Regions from separate parts of the Mus musculus genome. Here region 1 is linked to region 2. Evidence: chromatin contacts called from public HiChIP or PLAC-seq data. All regions are on one chromosome and are shown on one strand. The core of a region is the stretch at or near the end of the contact, and the rest is flanking DNA. Distances in the headings are between cores, read along the strand shown. Region 1 has its middle 39 kb from the start of Khdrbs1. Region 2 holds the start of E330017L17Rik (RIKEN cDNA E330017L17 gene).

What was found. HiChIP or PLAC-seq counts read pairs in DNA pulled down with a chosen protein or histone mark.
Region 1: a contact with region 2 is called in an H3K27ac HiChIP or PLAC-seq map of the HPC-7 cell line, with 8 times the contacts expected there. The contact joins the enhancer-like site here to the promoter of E330017L17Rik in region 2. A contact is called at or near these places in 8 of 39 promoter capture datasets (the C10 cell line, cranial neural crest, embryonic stem cells and 4 more), 2 of 15 datasets of contacts at CTCF or cohesin (the NIH/3T3 cell line and large pre-B cells), 6 of 484 Hi-C or Micro-C datasets (bone marrow-derived macrophages, embryonic stem cells, morula and 1 more), 11 of 115 datasets of contacts at active chromatin or transcription factors (the HPC-7 cell line, T-cell acute lymphoblastic leukemia, bone marrow-derived macrophages and 6 more) and 1 of 9 other capture datasets (adipose tissue).

The regions. Positions count from the first base shown.
Region 1 is chr4:129,777,630-129,784,395 of GRCm38.p6, reverse strand. No RefSeq gene overlaps it. Among named protein-coding and RNA genes, the nearest start is that of Khdrbs1, 39 kb to the right of the region's middle. Within about 2 kb of position 1,910, at least 149 of the 459 cell types and tissues checked have an H3K27ac peak or open chromatin away from gene starts, as enhancers often do. A contact at or near this core is called in the HPC-7 cell line, adipose tissue, bone marrow-derived macrophages and 3 more, where this site is marked.
Region 2 is chr4:129,902,375-129,909,485 of GRCm38.p6, reverse strand. E330017L17Rik (RIKEN cDNA E330017L17 gene) reads right to left here and starts at 3,260. Exons shown (of 3, transcript NR_045190.2): 1 at 2,872-3,260; 2 at 897-1,046; 3 at 490-780.

The sequences.
Region 1 (6,766 bases), core at 661-3,160, 120 kb after region 2:
CACAACCCCCAGCTTAGTTGTATTTTTTTTTTTAAGATTTATTTATTATTATATCTAAGTACATTGTAGCTGTTTTCAGACACACCAGAAGAGGGCGGCAGATCTCATTACTGATGGTTGTGAGCCACCATGTGGTTGCTGGGATTTGAACTCAGAACCTTCAGAAGAGCAGTCAGTGCTCTTAACCACTGAACCATCTCTCCAGCCCTAGTTGTAATTATTTCTATGTGTATAGGTGTTTTGCCTGCATGTGAGTCTGTGCTCCACAGGTATGCCTAGTGCCCACAGCAGCCAGAAGAGGTCATTGGATCTCCTAGAACTGGACTTCTAGATGTTTGTGAACCACTATGTGGGTGTTGAGAATTAAACCCAGATCCTCTTAACTGCTGAGCCATCTCTCCAGCACCTTTCAGCTTTATCTTAATCAGTTTGGAAATGGACTTGGGACTCCTGCCAAATAGATGAGAAGCCTGGAAGTTTAGTTTGGTTTGCTTTTTTTTTGGGGGGGGGGGTTACTGGGAATCAAACTCAGAACCCGATGCTTGCTATCTATCACTGAGCTGAGCCCCAGCCCTCTTTTCACATTTTCTTTTTGGTTTTCCTGAGACACTGTTTCTCTGTGTAGTCCTGGCTGTCCTGAAACTCGCTCTGTAGACCAGGCTGGCCTCCAACTCAGAGCTCCGCCCAGCGCTGGAATCAAAGGTCTGCTCCACCACCACCCAGCTTTCTTTTTACCTTTTTATTTTGAGACAGAGTCTTACTCAGTTGCCTAGGCTGGTCTTGAACTTGTAATCCTCCTGTCTCAGATTCTGAAGCCACTAAAGATGTTAAACCTGTGCCACCAGGAGAAGACAAAGCAAATCAGGCGACTAGAGCCAAAGGATGGGGGACACTCTGTTGGCCTAGGAGCTTGTTCCTAAACTCAAGCCTCAACTGTTGGATAGACTTGTCTAAAGTTTATGGCTCAAGATCAGGTATATGAGGCATATATATATATTTCTCTCTCTGCCTCCCTCTTCTTTTCTCCCTCCCTAACAACCAAAAGAATCCTTATTTGGCAAATGTATCAGTCAGGGTCCCAACTGAAAACAGATGGTGCACTCAAATTAGAATAATTTGAAGAGGGTTTATTCACAACAGTGTGGGTGGGTGTGGGGGAACTCAGAAGGGGTGGTGCGGTGACCCGAGGCTACAAACAGCTGAGGAACTGTCACTACCCTGAGGCCTGAGGGGATAGGGGAGCTGGTTACCTGATCCCTGAGGGAGAGAGGGCCTGCTCAGGAAGGCCAGTGACTGTCAATCAAGGCCCATTCCAGCCTGGGAAGGAAGAGCAATGAAAGGGGAAGCCCTCTGGCACCTCTTGCCTCAAACTCTCCTCTCATTGGCTGAGTTTAACCAGAGGGTAAAGGGGCCTGTTGGTGACACATCCTGACAGAACCAGACACAGACTAGAGCCAAGAGGAGCCAAGGGTGGACCTGAAGGAGTACACAGAGTACAGCTAGAGTTCCCAGAAAGGAGACAGCCTGCCTCGGGTCCCTCTCACAACCCTACACACTGGTCACGTGGAACCTCACGACAAAATGTTTAGTTATGTTGGCCAGGTTAGACTTGATCTTGAGTCCCCTGTCTCTGCCTCCCCACACACTAGGATGGCATGTGCCACCTCATCTCACTCACAGACCAGAGTTCTGGAAGTGGCATAGAGCCCTGTGGTCCTTAGAGATGACCTATTGAAGGGCACATTCCAGATTCCCAGAATCTAGAAAGAGGCCATTTAACCAGCCTCATTGACTTTGCAGGGAAGAGAAGGCAGGCAGCCCAGCTCCTCCCTTGGCCAGACAGCCCTGTGCTAGCTTCAGGCTGTGGCTTTGCCAGCTCCATTACCCCCCCCACAGAATCTCTGTCCTCAGGCCTGTGTGGCCCCAGTCACCAGCGCCACCAGACAGCAACTTCCCTTTCTCTCCACAGGAGATGTCTGCTTCCTTCTGCAGCCAGTCAGAGAGGCTTTTGGGATTCCCCACTGCTGGCAGGGGTCCAGTAATGCCCTGAGGACAGGGCCGAGCTGCATCCGACTGTCTCATTTGGTCACACAGATACCTGTCCCTTCTTTTCTCCCCAAACATTTAAACATTTATTCTCCTTGCTGCCAAAGTGAATTCTGATACCTCTAAGAGAATGGCCCTCATACCTTTCCACAGTCTTCCTTCCTTCTTTCCTCCTTCCCTCCCTCCCTTCTCAGTGCTGAGGATTAATCCCAGAGCCTCATAAGGAAGTGCTCCTCTGTGCTGCCCCCTCCCCCAGCGGGCTCTCAAATCCAGCTTAGCACCCCTCAAATAGCCCTTAGCACCTCCCCTGAAGGCCTTCCTCATTCTCAAACAGAAGTACTTCTGCATGCAAAACACCTAATAATAGCAGCTAGTGTTTATTGCCCATCTGAGCTAGTTGCCAGAAGGGAGACATCTCAGTCCACATAGGAGCTTTGTGAAGTAGGTGCTTGATAAAATGCACTGGGCATGCTGTGAATGGCACCCCAAACGCATACACAAGCACACGGTGACCTGAGGTCACCGTGAGAGCCACTCCTTTATCTCCATGAGTGAGAAAGCTAGCTTCAAAAGAACACCTCACTTAAGTGCACACAAGCAACCAAAAGGCAGAGATGGGTCCCAAAGCCAGGTCGGACAAAGCCCAAGTCTTTGTTCTTAGACCTATAGTATTTCACTGTGACTGGGGCACGCGCAGACTACAGTGACATAGCGACTTGGAAGAGTCCCAGATGGACTCTGTGACGAGGTTACAGGGTGCTGGCATCCCAGGAGGCCAATTCCCCATACAAATAAAGCACCTTCTGCACTGTCAACAACAATCTCCATCAGGTATTTACTTATTTATTTATGTTATGTATATGAGTACACTATAGCTGTCTTCAGACACAGCAGAAGAGGACATCGGATCCCATTACAGATGGTTGAACCCTCAATTCCCAGCAACCACATGGTGGCTCACAACCATCTGCATTGGGATGCAGTGCCCTCTTCTGTTGTGTCTAATGGGTGCAACCGTGTACTCACATAAATAAAATAAATACATCTTTTTTCATTTATTTATTTATTTTTTTATTATATGTAAGTACACTGTAGCTGTCTTCAGACACACCAGAAGAGGGAGTCAGATCTCGTTAGGGATGGTTGTGAGCCACCATGTGGTTGCTGGGATTTGAACTCAGGACCTTTGGGAGAGCAGTCGGGTGCTCTTACCCGCTGAGCCATCTCACCAGCCCCATAAATACATCTTTAAAAAAAAAAAAAAAAAAGCACATGTCCTGGGGGTTAGCCCAAAGGTTCAAACAAGAGAACCAGCTCTTACCAGCTCTAAGACAGAAGACAGCAATAATACCCACTCTTGTGAGAATTAAACACACTGTTCATGTGAAAAGACTTGTTGATACTGGGGTCAGGGTGGGTAGGTATCACCTGGAACATTTAACCAAGCAGCAAGCAGTGAGCGCTTGGCCAGGTTTCCAGGTGGCTGAAGACAGCTTTGTTTGAAGTGAGGATTGCAGCCAGTTACTAGTTCCCAACATCTTACCAAAAACTTCCAGTGAGGTTTGTGTTGTTGGTTTTTTGTGTTTTTTGTTTGTTTGTTTGTTTTTGTTTTTTGAGACAGGGTTTCTCTGTATACAGCCCTGGCTATCCTGGAACTCACTCTGTAGACCAGGCTGGCCTCAAACTTAGAAATCTGCCTGCCTCTGCCTCCCAAGTGCTGGGATTAAAGGAGTGCGCCACCACTGCTCAGCGCATCACATGTTCTTAACCTTACACTACTATCACGAATGGGATTCCTTTTCAAGTGTTTGGTATCACTCTGGGGATCCAGAGCCACAATGGCTGCCAAATGAGTTTTAACTACAGAGGATGAAAGGATGGTGGTGGTGTTTGCTGTAAAACTCTGACCGAGGGCTGGAGAAATGGCTCAGTGGTTAAGAGCACTGACTGATCTTCCAGAGGTCCTGAGTTCAAATCCCAGCAACCACATGGTGGCTCACAACCATCTGTAATGGGATCCAATGCCCATTTCTGGTGTGTCTGTAGACAGTGACAGTATACTTACATACATGAATAAATAAATAAATACAATGAACAGGAAGGAACAGGAGTAAGGATAAAATCATGTGAATGGGGCTGCAAGTTTGGTGTAGGTCATATTTTGAAGTTTATATCAGACCTAAGAAACAGGAACTTTTTTTTTCAGGTTTTTCAATACAGGGCTTCTCTGTATAGTCCTGGCTGTTCTGGAACTCACTATGTAAACCTTAGACCAGGCACCAGGCTGGCCTTGAACTCACAGAGATCCATCTGCCTCTGGAGTATTGGGATTGAAGGTATGTACCACCACCCGGCAGGGACTTATTATCCTTTATTTTTATTTTTTTAAGAATTATTTACAGGGGCTGGAGATGGCACAGCGGTTAAAGAGCACTGACTGCTCTCCCAAAAGTCCTGAGTTCAAATCCCAGCAACCACATGGTGGCTCACAACCACCAGTAATGAGATCTGATGCCCTCTTCTGGTGTGTCTGAAGACAGCTACAGTGTACTTAAGGTATAATAATAAATAAATCTTTTTAAAAAAAAGAATTATTTACTTATTTTATGTATATGAGTACACTATCGTTCTCTTCAGACACACCAGAAAAGGACATCAGGTCTCATTTCAGACAGTTGTGAGCCACCATGTGGTTGCTGGGAATTGAACTCAGGACCTGTGTCTTAAGCGCTGAGTCATCTCTCTAGCTCAGGAATTTACTCTTAATTACAAATAGGAACTTGCAAGGACTTAACACAGGACAAATAGGAATGTATTCTTTAACTACCAAGAGAAACTGTAACCTGAGCAGGACAAATTACAAAAGGAAACCTTAAATTGCAAGGATTTAGCAGAGGACAAGCAGGAAGGTATTCCTAACTGTCTTAAGTGCAGACAGAGCCCTTGGCCTGCAAGGTATACTGTCCCTGTTTTGGATCTCAGGATCAGGTAAGCTGTGCCCCTCCCGTGGGTCTTTCCACAGCCGTGCTCATATTGACAACGCACAACCACACAACTTCTTTCCTAGATTTCTCACCAAGCTGGGTGGACTGGCTGGTTTTCTGTGTCAACTTCACACAGGCTGAGGTTATCACAGAGAAAGGAGCTTCAGTTGGGGAAGTGCCTCCATGAGATCCAGCTGTGGGGTATTTTCTCAATTAGTGATCAAGGGGGAAAGGCCCCTTGTGGGTGGTGCCATCTCTGGGCTGGCAGTCTTGGGTTCTATAAGAGAGCAGGCTGAGCAAGCCAGGGGAAGCAAGCCAGTAAAGAACATCCCTCCGTGGCCTCTGCAACAGCTCCTGCTTCCTGACCTGCTTGAGTTTTGAGTTCCAGTCCTGACTTCCTTGGTGATGAACAGCAGTATGGAAGTGTAAGCTGAATAAACCCTTTCCTCCCCAACTTACTTCTTGGTCATGAAGTTTGTGCAGGAATAGAAACCCTAACTAAGACACTGGGAATATTGAACCGGACCACTGGAAGGAAGACCAGCCTAGCCAATCTGTCCCCACCTGCTCTCTGTCCTTGAAGGTCATTTATCTCCCCTGAAAAACAATTTTCTCTTCCTTTAAAATGACCTATAAAGTCCATGTCCTTCTCCCTGAGAAGCGGATACAAGCTTCTAAATCACACCAGCTTATTGAGTTCTCCCTTCCTTGCGATATACTCAAGCACACAATAAACTTGTACACCTGCTCTGTTAGTTTATTTCCGCAGATTTAATTAGTGAGCCTTCAGGTGGCAGAAGGAAGCTCCTTTTGCTCATACATATGTATTTGAAAGAACAGAAACCCTCACACCATCCAACCACACCTTCCAAAGAATTAAGTACTTATATGAATGAGTCTTCATTGAATAAATGAAGCCAGATAAAAAATTACATATATAGAGAGAATTTTCATTATATATTTTTATATGTAGCAATATATATGTGTGTGTGTGTATCAAAGCCACACCTACTCCAATAAGGCCACACCTCCTAATAGTGCCACTCCCTATGGCCAAGCATTGAAACACATAAATCTATGGGGGCCAAACCTACTCAAACCGCCACATAGGTATAACTAACTGGTAGCATAATTCCCTCTATAGCAGGAAGACTCAAGTGTGGCAGGAAGGAAGGAAGGAAGGAAGGAAGGAAGGAAGGAAGGGAGGAAGGAAGGAAGAAAAGAAACCTTCTAGAGTGCTATAAAGGTCCTGTGTCTTGACCTAGGCAGTAGTTATTGAGGTATAAACTTCTACCTAGTTATTGATGTGTAAAAGTCTACCTAGTTTTTCATTTAAAATTTGTGTTGGATAGCACTTGGAAAACTGGGGGAAACACTGCAGGTTAAGTCAGGCAGGGTTAAAAAATTAAACAACTACAATGTTTGTTAGCTCTATGCACGACACTAAAACCTTAGCATTTAAGTAAATGCCTCTCCTTTGATTATGGTAACAATAAATAAAATTGTGTTTGCAACTGCCAAAAAAAAAAAAAAAAAAAAAAAAGATTTGTGTTGGGAGTTTGGGGGGCGGGCAGCGCTGGAGAGATGGCTTAGTGATTAAGAGCCCTGACAGCTCTTCCAGAGGTCATGAGTTCAAATCCCAGCAACCACATGGTGGCTCACAACCACCTGTAATGAGATCTGATGCCCTTTTCTGGGTTGTCTGAAGACAGCTACAGTGTACTTATATATAATGA
Region 2 (7,111 bases), core at 2,011-4,510:
ACAGCTCCCATCTCAGCTGAGGCCCCTTTGGTGACAAGTTCAGGTTCCTCTGATCTAGAAGAACCTTCTGGAAAGTCCCTCCTCGTCTTGACCTTGCCAGCCCCTTCAGCTGAGCTCCACCCTCCTCTCACTTTTGCTCTGAAACCTTGGGCAGACCCACATGCTGCCTTCACAGGGGCCTTGGTGAAATGACTCCCAAAGTGTGTGCTTCCTGTCCTAGGTCCCTGCAGGCCAGCCGTGTATCCCAGGGATGGACTAGAGTCACTCGAGCCAGAGCTCCTGTGCTGTACCCAAGATTCCATTCACAGCAGCAACTCAAACTGTCACATAGCTAAGAACACACTGATAGAAATGGAATTATACAACTTTACTGAGAGACATAAAGAGATCCCAGTCAATGAGGAGGCCTCCACCTGGGGGAAAGATCAGGACCATAAAAATGTCACTTCTCCCCAAGGCAATCCATAAACTTGATGTAACTGCAGTAAAAATATCAAAGGGACTTTTAATAGAATGTGACAAGTTGATTCTCGAGTTAATCTGGAAGGGGAAAAAAAACCACAAAGCTGATTACACAAGAATAAAACATACCAGAAAAAAAAAATACAGTATTCAGCGGCAGGAAAACACACACAACATTCACCATCTTAACTGTTTCAATTGTGCAGTTTGGTGGCATTCAGCACTTTCAAGACGCCTTATAGCCATCAGCACCATCGTCTCTACAACCAAATGGAAACTTAGTGCCCATTAAGCACTGACTCCCATTCCACACTCCTCCTGAAAGAAAGGGAAAAAAATGTGCTTTGTTTATTTTTGTGTATCTGATGTATGTGCGCGTATGTTTGTATGCACTCTTTTGTGTGAGTGCACACGCAAGGTCGCTGGAAGATTACCTGCCTTGTTTGCCCGTTGCTAGGGGGTTGTGCACACCAGCTATTCACCCTCCAGCTTCCAAGGCTTCGCCTCCCATCTCCATCCCGCTGTAGCATTCAGATGGTGTGCTGGTCAGTTTTGTTGACTTCACACAACAAGTGAAGGGTCACCTGAGAAGAGGGAACTGAAGTTGAAGAATTACTTCCACTAGTTTGTCTGTGGGCATATCTGAGGGGCCTTGTTTTTGTTTTGTTTTGGTTTGGTTTGGTTTGGTTTGGATTGGTTTTTTTGAGACAGGGTTTCTCTGTGTAGCCTTAGCTGTCCTGGAACTCACTTTGTAGACCAGGTTAGCCTTGAACTCAGAAATCCACCTGCCTCTGCCTCCCAAGTGCTGGGATTAAAGGAGTGCGCCACATGCCCAGCTTGAGGGACATTTTCTTGATAGTGATTGGTGTGGGACAGACCAGCTCGAAGCGGGCAGCACTGCTCCTGGGCAAGTGATCCTGAGTTTTATAAACAAACAAACAAACAAAACAAGTCAAGGGAGCAAGCCAGTAAGCAGCACTCCTCCATGGTCTCTGCATCAGTTCCTGCCCCCAAGTTCCTACTTTGAGTTCCTGTCTCAGCTTCCCTCCTCGATGGGCTGTGATTGCGACTCATGAGCCAAATAAACTCTTTCCTCTGAACTTGCTTCTGGCCCCAGTGTTTACCACAGCAACAGAAAATAACTAGGTCACCTGGGCTCTGAGGATTTGGCCCCTGACCCTCCCATAAGTGCTTTTTACTCACTAAGCTATCTCCCCAGTCCTATTTTTGTGTTTTGAGGTAGGGTTTGCTACATAGTCCAGACTGGCCTCAGACTCACTATGTTGCCCTTCATATATAAGCCTGACTCAAAGTCTTCAGCAATCTCCTACTCCAGCCTCCAGAGCGCTAGGATTACAGGCATGTGCCACCATGTCCAATGAAGGAAAACACTGAGTGAAGCCCTCAGGAGGCAGAGGCAGGGGGATCCCTGTGAGTCCTGGATAATCCTGGTCTATGTAGTGAATTCCAAGTCATCCAAGGTTATTTAGAGAGACCGTGTCTCAAAAAACATTGTTTTTTTCCTAGTGAAAATGAGGGAAGTCAGGGATGGAGAGATGGCCCAGTAGGTGAGAGCGCTCACTATACAGGTCTGAAGATAAGAGTCTGAATCTCAAACACATACACAAAGAAGTAGGATTGGCCACATGTGCCTATAACCCCAGTGGCTGCAAGTGTCAGAGACAGGAGGATAGCTGGAAGTGGCTAGCTAGCCTTGCTAGAATTTAATTTAAAAAAAAAAAATTTAAAAAGTGAAACAAGGGGCTGGAGAGATGGCTCAGCGGTTAAGAGCACTTCCAGAGGTCCTGAGTTCAAATCCCAGCAACCACATGGTGGCTTACAACCACCCATAATGAGATCTGATGCCCTCTTCTGGAGTGTCTGAAGACAGCCACAGTGTACTTATATAATAAATAAGTAAATAAATAAATCTTTTTTAAAAAAGTGAAACAAGGCAGAGAGTTATAGAGGACATCTGACCTCCTCCTCTGGCCTCCAAACACACACACACACACACACACACACACACACACACGCGCGTGCACACACATGGAAAAATGAGGGACTGATCAAACCATAAGTAAAAATATCTTATAAAACCAGATGAATTCTATCTATCCATCTATGTACCAGAAGTGAAGGATTCTGACCCCTGGATGAAGAATTTATTTAATAAATACAATTAGAAAAAGTACAAAATTTGAATTCCACCTCGGGCGCACTCAACACCCGTACGAATAAAGTCCCTTTGATTGTAAGAACTAAATGTAAAAAGCAAACCCCAGAACAGCACTAGAAGAAAAATAAGAAAAACATCTAAATTTGACTAAAAACAGTTAACTTGCAAGTGACAGAAGACTCTGTGAATAAAGTTAAAAGATGACAAACACACGAGGAACACAAACGTACCACAGACATCCGGGAACGCCGCAAGAACACAACTTGAAATAATAATAATATGGCTTTCATTTTCCCCGCGTCCTCGCGTCAATCAGAGGCTCCACTTTACCTCAAGGAGAACTGGAGCTTTACTGCGAGAAGATAAAGAGAAAGAGACAGCCAGCATCCCCTCTCATTGTCTCAGGAACTTCGCAGCCAGTCCACTGAAGCCCACATCAGAAACTACGCTTTGGAAAAGCCGAGCCTTTGATTCGAAAGGACTGCTCTGGCAGAGGGAAGAAAATGTTCTTGAAAATCAAAAGGGAAGGTCCCGGGGAACACTGGAGATAAATGTACCCCTTAACTAGATATCGAACATGACTTGAGAAGACCCGGGCTGTGTGCCCCTGAGGAAGTGCGCCGGGCACTGGGCAGGCAAGTGGGACTGAGCCGTGACCTTGGCAGAGGTCACGGGATGTGGGAGGAGAAAATTGTCGCTGCAGGACTTCAAAGTGGGGCAGTCAGTGCTTACAGGTCGCCTACCTCCCCCGGTGCCCCACCCACTCAAACATCTGGAACTGCTAGGATCCAGGCCACCCACTTCCCACATCTGGCTGATCCTCTCTGTAGCTTCAAGTGTCTGCAACAGGCCACCTTGGCTGGAGGGCAACAGTAGCCACTCAGCTCTTCACTATCTGCTGTGGACCTCCAGAGACAGGGCCTGAGGTGCTCAGCTGTTGTGATACCCACCCACCCACCCACAGCTCAGGCTTTTCTGGGGAGTCTCACAGGCCCTCTCCCCACTCATTTATCAGAGAGCAGGATTGTTGACATCCACAGGAGAAGCCATAGTATGGAAGTGAGTATCTCCCTGCAACTTGAACCTGGGTAGAAGAGGGTAGATCGGGGTAAAAGTCTACCCTGGCTGAATAGTTCTACAATTCAGAAAAGGCCCCACCTAATCAATGAAAAGATCCCCAACCCAATAGAAAAATGAGCAAAAGATAAAAAAAATGAAAACTTGATATTAAAGGAACATAGTAGAAAGTCACACCTGGAATCCTAGCACTTGGGCCACTAAAGCAGGATTGCAAGTTCAAGGCTGACTTGAACTACATTTGGAGACCCTGTCTCAAAACCCCACAATAAGGGCCAATGAGGCAGCTCAGCAAAGACACCGCCCACCACAGGAGCCACTACAACATTCAATGTACGAATATGTGGTAGAGAAAGAGTAGAAAGGAACTGCCTGATGTCGGCAGCCTGCCCTGCTACCTGAGGCCATGGGGACCTAACTTCTAGCCCACATTACACTGAGGGCCATGTCTGTGTCCCCAGGAGAGCAGCAGCAGAGGTCTGTGTCCATGCTTACAGCTCATATTACCACCAAAGTCCATGCAGAGATCCCTAGTCTGGGCTGCTGCCTGGGACCAAGGGTTGTGCAGACCTGGTCCCGCCCCTCACTGGGGCAATCAGAAGAGCAGGCCTTGCACCTCCTCTGGGTAGCACAATAGAGCTGGCCATGGGGTTAGGGGGACCAAGTGAGGGGCTCATGGGTGTGTGGGGAGGTAGCTCCACCCCTCATCTGCCAAGAGGTGGAGTGGTCACAGGAGAGATGCCCTTCCTTCCTCAAACCTGCCTATGTTAAGCCAGAGGCTGGCCAGAGGTCTGTAGAGCAGGAGAGCCAGCCCCGCCCCTCAACAGCTGCAGCACTCAAGAGAGCAGGACCTGCATCTTGCCTGGGTAGCACACTAGAACTGATCCTGGTGGCATGGAGATAGGTGAGCCAGCCCGAGGGCATGAGAGTAGGAGAGTTGACCCTGCCCCTTGCAGGGCATTGGGTGAACTAGCCAAGGCAGTGCTGGAGAGCTCACTCTAGTGGCGTGGGTGTGAGAGAGCTGGGGGGCTGACCAACTTGGCTACCACCCAGGCCCAGATCCAGGGCTTTGGGTTGGCCCACCCCAACATCTACCCCATCTAGGAACTGCCGGAGCTCATAAAGGGGCCAGGCCTGCAGATTGAAAGCAGCAGAGCCTCCATAACTCAGGGCAGCAACAGGATATCTGAAAGGAGTCCAGGTAAGGATGCAGTATTGATAGAGTAGCAGAAGCCAGAGGACTCAGACCAGACCAAGGAGTCATTGCAATGAACGTTTGCAAGTGAAGATGTGTGGACAGAGGGGTACGCTGTGGGACACACTGCAGCTCCCATAATAAGATGCCTTTTGTTTTTGTTCTGTTTTGCCTTGTTTTTGTTTTTGTTTTTTAAGTTTATTTGGAGAGGGGTTGCAAGGGCAGAGAGCAGACACAAAGAGATAAAGAGATGAATGGGATTAGGGTACGTGGTGCAAAATAAACAAAGAGTGATTGCAAGGTTAAAAAATACGTTATACAGTTAATGAGGTCTTTATCAAGGATGGTTTGGCAATTCTGTTGACTGTAAATACGCCTGCCTTTAAACTGGACAATCCCACATCTACCAACACAGCCAGCCGAAGATGGCTGAGAAGGTGGCCAATGGTGCCTCTGCCTGCCCACCATGCTTGTGACACACTACCTTGCATTGTTGCTATGAGGAACTGGGTCACAGATCGCATTCGGGGGAGAAAGAACATCGAGCAACTGAGAGTTAGAAAAAAAGAGGCCAGAGGCTGAGACAGGCAGAAATGTCCCCAAGGGTAAACAAAACAGTATAAAGACTGGGGGTGGGGGGTGGACACTGGCAGAGATGAGGGAATGTGAGTCAGAGGAGCCCTAGACAGAAGGATGGGAGGTCCTGACACCTGACAGAGCCAGGGCAAACACTGGACCCTGCCTGGCCTGTGGAGAGGCTCAGTACCATGAAACCATATCAGCCACTTGACAATTTCATCGACTTCACAGACTCGAGCCAGGCAACTACATTAACAAGCCACCCTCAGCCTCAACCCAGTGCTTCAGAGCCAGGATGCTCAGGGACCACGGGTGGCTGCTCAGATGACCTTGAACAGACCCAGATTATTTGCTCAGATGACCAGGGCAAATCTGTATAATCACAGAGAGCCCAAGACTGTGAGGAGGAAGTGGATCCGACCCAAGAAGTACTGGGTTGTCCTGAGAGCAAAGCAGGGCTCCCCAGAACTCTCAAAGCACATGCCTGCTACACACCTGCACACACACACACACACACACACACACACACACCCTGCACACACACACACACATACACCTACCACACACATACCTGTGCACACACACACCTGCACACATACACATCTGTCACACACACACATCTGCACACATACACACCTGCCACACACACACACCTACACACACACACCTACCACACATACCTGCACACCTATACACCTACACACACACCTACCACACACATACCTGCACACCTATACACCTACACACACCTGCACACACACACACACCTGCCACAGCCAGAAGCCTAGTCCTAAAGAAATGCTTGTGCTTAGTGAGGACCAGAGACACCTGCCTAGGGTGTGCAGGCAGGGGCCTGGCTGAGGGGGTGGGGCAGAGAGACAGAGGACAGGTATTGCACCTGGCAGCAATAACTGAGTTTCAAGCTCCTATGAGGATCTGTCAATATGCTGCAGATGCTGGAGAAAGCATTGCTTGTCTGAGACCCACTTTGACCACGCTCCACAGTTCTCCTCAGCTTGTCTGTATTAGGGCTTAACCGAGAAGCCACTCCATCCTGAGCAGCACAGCTTGGGAAATCCAGAAAGCAGAGGCCCAGACTAGAGTCCTGGAGGGATGCCTCGGCTTCTGGACCTCGTGAGGGGTTGCCCTCACTCTCCTCAGAGAAGTCCCACCGGGGTCAAGTCCAGCTACTCACAGCAGGAAGCACCTCAGAGGTCACCCTGTCGGAGGACCCTATGTCCTGTAGGATGCTCCCTGTCAGAGCGCATCTACTGGATTCTTCATCATAACCTTCTTTTACTCCTCCCTGCCCTGTATTTCCAATAACTAGAGGTCAGCCTGAGGTTCGGTCCTCTGGCGAGGTTCCACAGCAGTGCTGGCAGTGCCTGGCCACATATCCTTGACCAGTCCTGGAGGTCATTAGTATACTCCACCTGTTCTGAACCAGCCACTCATGGGAATTCTCTGGTCCTGGGAATTACTGGGAGCTTAGCATCCCTGGAAGACACTTAGTAAGAACAGAATGGGAACCAGAGGCTAAATGCCCAGCCTTCTTTTTTTTCTGGGGAGGCTTCTGGAATGTTCTGTAGCCTTGAGCTTCCATTGCCTGAGTGTCACCC